Regions from separate parts of the Bicyclus anynana genome. Here region 1 is linked to region 2. A link is a contact called in public Hi-C data. All regions are on one chromosome and are shown on one strand. Each heading gives the region's core, a stretch centred on a gene start, on an enhancer-like site or on the middle of the called end of the contact. The rest is flanking DNA. Distances are from core to core; before and after follow the strand shown. Region 1 has its middle 35 kb from the start of LOC128198563. Region 2 holds the start of LOC112051909 (zinc finger E-box-binding homeobox protein zag-1).

What was found. A called contact is a pair of places that touch in the nucleus more often than the background predicts.
Region 1: a Hi-C map of whole body shows a contact between it and region 2, with 4 times the contacts expected there. The contact joins the enhancer-like site here to the promoter of LOC112051909 in region 2. A contact is called at or near these places in 2 of 2 Hi-C or Micro-C datasets (whole body and whole larva).

Annotation. Positions count from the first base shown.
Region 1 is chr12:538,036-540,735 of ilBicAnyn1.1, reverse strand. No RefSeq gene overlaps it. Among protein-coding and RNA genes, the nearest start is that of LOC128198563, 35 kb to the left of the region's middle. Within about 2 kb of position 1,440, at least 8 of the 8 cell types and tissues checked have open chromatin away from gene starts, as enhancers often do.
Region 2 is chr12:308,498-311,197 of ilBicAnyn1.1, reverse strand. It overlaps LOC112051909 (zinc finger E-box-binding homeobox protein zag-1), which reads left to right and starts at 1,315. Exons shown (of 4, transcript XM_024090743.2): 1 at 1,315-1,935. The coding sequence starts at 1,809.

The DNA.
Region 1 (2,700 bases), core at 191-2,690, 230 kb before region 2:
CAGTCCTTCCCTCTGTCCCTCGCGCATGATTTCCACCCGCGCAGTCCTTTCCCCCCGTCGCCCGCATATCATGGAAGTGTAGTCAACGAACGTGCCAAGCTATAATCGGGTATACTCCGACAATAAATGCGTGAGCAATACGATTTCTTTAAAGGTAACTTTTGAAGACAAAAGCTTTCGAATAAAGTTTTTTGCAACATTGATGCCAATATTCTCTTTTACCAATTTGAACGATGATAAACATACAATAGCTACTAATAGTAATATACCTATATAGGTACCCTCCAAGTATCAGTATAGCATACCTACGTATCAGTGAGTATAAAGACAGACACACACAGAGCGAGGTATGGCGAGCACGTGTGGCGCACAAAAAACGCCTTAATAACACGAGGTGCCGCGGGGGTCGTCGCTAGTGCTGCTCTGCTGGTACATTTCACTTGGTATCGATATTTATTAATACATATAAATAAAATTCAAGTATTCTAGCGCTTATAGTTATTTACACGATACTTGTACAAAATCAAGCTTTTATGATTTTTTTGGAAGTTGACCGATCATGGTATGACTTTTATACTGGAAGATAGAAGAGGTTATTGAGTAGTATATAGGCTATTTTTTATCTCAGTAAAGTCTATGGTTACCTAGGGATTTGTGAAAAACTGAATTTCACGCGTACGAAGTAGGAGGCGTCCGCTAGTTATTAATAAAAATAATTGTATACGTACAAGAAATAATTTAAAAAAAGTATTATTTATGTTAAGGATTTTTTTTTTCGTAGAGATTAAATAACATTGCAAGGGTCATTTTTATGCTATAATAATTTTTAAATATTAAAAACAATATTTTTACGTTTGCAATATGCAAATATTATTGACTCAAACATACAACATCAGATTGACTACGATTGTACGAATAGTATGTAAAAGTGAAGATATTGAACAAATCTGAACCATCTACAATTATATACCTACTCGTATGTGCTTTATTGCTCATAATATGATTATTGTCTATCTACTATCAAATATGTCATCATCCTCAAATAAAACGTTTTATTTGTATTTGATTGAATTAAGATTGTAAGACTGCATAATCATAAATCAATCAAAAATTTATAATTATTAAATTAATTAACGGCTCGCTTCTCACTAATACTGTTTAAGGAAATCTCACAATACTTCTTGCCTAAATTGTATGGTTTGATTTACAATTTAAATGTTTTATTTTCGTTGGTGAAAAATGCATATAGTTAGGCCTTCCTTACTAAAATAAAGCAGTATAATAAGGCATATTACTCTTTCAGTTGAGGGTGGGTATGTAAGAAATGCAATTTACATTTAGTAAGTATTTATTTATCGAGTATCGACGTTTAGTGTGCGGCGCAGCACTGCGCAGGGACGGGTTTAATTACACGGCTCGGGCGACAGGTTGTCGGGTGACGTCATGCTGCATGTGCGGCGGTGTGGCCGAGGTGTTTATCCCGCACCAGCATTGTTCACAGCTCACACAGCTATAGCTTCTGCTCTGATTACTGCAATATACACTGATATGAGACGTGATAGCCCAGTGGATATGACTTCTGTCTTCGAAGGGCGTATAGGTTTGAATCCAGTCCGGGGCATGCTCCATCTTTACAGTTATATACATTATAAATAATTAAATATCACGTATTTCACGGTGAAGGAAAAACTTCATGAGGAAATCTGCATAACTGAAAATTTTCTTCTTTGAAGTCTGTTAATCCGCATTGGGCCAGCGTCGTGTTAAACAGTGAGTCGAATATGGATTGTTTATGATGATAATGATAAACAGATATTGGATATTTCTTCATTAGGATCCTATTTTAACATCCCACACAAGGCCAAGCCTATACCTCTCTCTAGGAGGATGGATATGGAGCTTAGATCACCACGCTGTTAGAATCCAGGTTGGTGGGCCCTAATGATGTAAACCAGAAGTTAATAATTGCGACCGACAGTTTAACGACAGTACCGACCGACATTAACTAAATATCGACAGTTCTGGTGGTAGACATCGGCCTGGGCTAGTTAGCAGCCTACCGACAAAGACCACTAAGCAATTTAGTGGTCCGTTGTGATATCGCATTAAAACTATCAGAGTAAGCAAGTAAGCCGCTATCATCATCACTTACATCTGCCAAGGTTGCGGACAAGAGCGCTAACTTTATATAAAAAATATATATACGTTACGTTAACCCATATTCGGCTCACTGCTGAGCTCGAGTCTCCTCTCAGAATGAGAAGGGTTAGGCCAATAGTCCACCACGCTGGCCCAATGCGGATTGGCAGACTTCGCACACGCAGAGAATTAAGAAAATTCTCTGGTATGCAGGTTTCCTCACGATGTTTTCCTTCACCATTTGAGACACGTGATATTTCATTTTTAAAAAATATATATAATAATATGTAGATAATAGTTTATCATGCGACATCGTTTATGTTATTATGTTACCTTTCTTTATCAGTATGATTTAGCTAACGTAACAAGTTCGCCGCAGAACCGAAACTTTTATTAGACAGTTTATTTGTTCCCGAAGCTTCCATTCGTTTTTATTCTCTTTCTCATTTTAAATGGGGGTTCATAAAGCATACGTTTCACTGGGAGCCGCAGTTTGACAAACATACAGTTTCCACCTATACGACAAAACATAATTGATAAACACTATATCTAGTGACTTAT
Region 2 (2,700 bases), core at 66-2,565:
TTACCAATTCTTGGTGGGCCTTGTTCATTATTTTCCCTTATTCGTTTTTACATTTCTTTTATACCATACAACGTAAAAATATTGAAAAAAAAATGTGAAATAAATATAGAAATAAGTGCCTTGTTTGTTCAGTGGTTAGCTTACATGGTTCCTGACAGCAAGGATCTGGGTTCGAGTCCTGGCTAGAGCTATAATAGGTATATTACGTGTTTATTTCTTATACTAAGATGTTATGAATAATTGCCGGGTTGTGTAGGTAATTTTAAATAAATGATAGGTACATGATTGTGACTAAATTCTTAAATAATTCATAAGGTATAGGTAAAGAAAAACCAAATTAATAAGAAGCAACGAAATCGTATAGAAAATTATAAACCAACAGTATCATTAAAAGCAATACAAGTCATAGTAAATCTCGACATCAACATAAACTCGCGTTGTGCGACGCTTAGCGCCATCTAGTGACAAGAAGCCGAAACGCGCTTCAATGTAAAATGTAGAGTCGTAATCCTTAAACATTATTTTAAGCTGAATTTTACATTTCAAAAAAATATATCGATGTATCATTAAAAATACAATTTCATTTGTTTTATAATTACTTACACTCTAAGTATGTACTAACATATTGAGACCAATTGGGTAAAACTTGAAAATTGTAAATAGAGATGAAATTTCTTAATTAACTTATTTAAGTAGGTAGGTACGTATATTCATATGATTATATTTTTTCACTAATATTAAGAGTCGTGTGTAACTGTAGAGTTAAATAGAGACAGGTAGATGAATGGGAAGGTGGAGCTAACCGGCGGTGTATAAATAAACATTTATCTACTTCGTAGCGCCAAACCGCTCTACCTACATCAGGATTTTGAACCAGATTTATTCTTTTAACATAGGTCTGTGTTGCAAATACGGCTTGGATTTTTTTTTATTTATTGACAGGTTTAGGAAATTATCAAATTAATTAATATTATATTATTGACATCGGAACTGTATTGTTACTTTTCAATCAGCACAACACACCTACTTGATTACCTGGATAGGTGAACTGACAGAAAATGTGCCAACCGAAGAAAAAAGCAATAATAGAATGGACCCGGCAAAATCTAGAGCATCCTCATTAAAGAACCGCTAAGCAGACTGTGAGAGTCCTGCAGGCGAGAGCGGAGAGCGCGGCGGCAGATGAGAGACCTGGCGGTCCGCGGGACACGGGTCCGCTCAGCGGGTTCACTAATTAAGTATAGGTGGGGGGTGGCGAGGTGCGGCGCGGGGCGAGGCGGCGGGCAGGGCGGGGCGAGAGGCGGGCCGGCTTCATTCCGCCGCGCGCCGCGCCGCGAGCCACACGTGTGAGCGCGGGTCATGGTCGCGAGAACCGATGAGATGTTCGGCTGCTATGGTGACAGCTACTCGTACCGCCTGTGGAGCCTGGCCAACGTCTGGGGCGCCTGCCGATGTGAGTTGGGACTGTAAACACTACTCCGCGTCGTCGCAGTGCCAGTGCGTCGCGCTCTCGGATAACTGATAGTTAGCGGCCGTCCGCACTGCACATCGCCAAACAAACGTAAAAAAACAAAAGTTCAATCCGGTGCGTTCGCAGCACATTCAAAATAAATAATTAAAAAATCGCGCTCCTAAACTCGTCAGGGTGTTTGGAAGGTATAAAAGTTAAAGTGCCACATCGCCAGCTGTCCAGCGATGTAAAAGTTCAAGTTGGTGCGTCGTAAACATAGAGGTGTGCGTTGGGCGTCAGTCACTCCGACACTGCGACCGTCTCGTCGGACGAAGGCCGACAGTGGTGTTGTGGCCCGATGAAAGTGCATAGCCAGCTTATGGGAGTCGGCGGATGGTACGAGTGGCTGGCAGCCGACTGGCTGGCCGACATGCGGAGTAAGCAGGTGCCCACCTCCACCTCCTCGGCCAGGCTGGCGGCCTTGAGTAAGCTTGCTTTTACTTTCATTTTCGTTTGCATATTTGTTTTTACCTTGTCAATGATTTTATTATTATTTTTGATATTCGTTTATAATTCTTTACTTTCCGATTTGCTCTACAGACGCCAAGTTCATATTACCGACCTATTCGTAGCAAAACATTCTACTCAATAATTTCAACGACAGTCTAAGTCGTCTAATGTTATTTATTTGCATCCTTGTGTAACGTTACTAATATGATTATGTCTATTGAGTAAATTTTCATTTATAAATCCAACATTTACAAAAATATCCTTATTTCGAAACTTTCTAAATAAAGTTCTTCTTTCGAAAACAATAATAATATGTTGTTTATTCGATATTATTTAAAATTTCAACGTTTTGTATTACATTAGTGAATTGACATTTGAATAATTAAAAATTATGAGAACTGATGAAGTTTAATAAATGTTAGTAATATAGATACAGATACTAGTAACGAAGGTCAGAACACATTTAAAAAAAAAGTTGTGAAAGATACAACAGTTCCCGTAACAGTTGTAACAGGTGAAACCAACACCTCTGACGCATTAAAAATAAAACCGTACGAACGTCTTCATTAGAAATAACCTTGGTGTTGGTCCCCTCGCTCCCCCGGGGCCCGGGCGCGGCATAACTCATCCACTTGAGGCACGGGAACAGGTATACACAGACTTGAAAGAAAGTTTCGTTTGTCGAGCCTCCCCCTCGGCGTCTTAAATCGTAAATGATTATGTTGTTTTAATTCATTTGC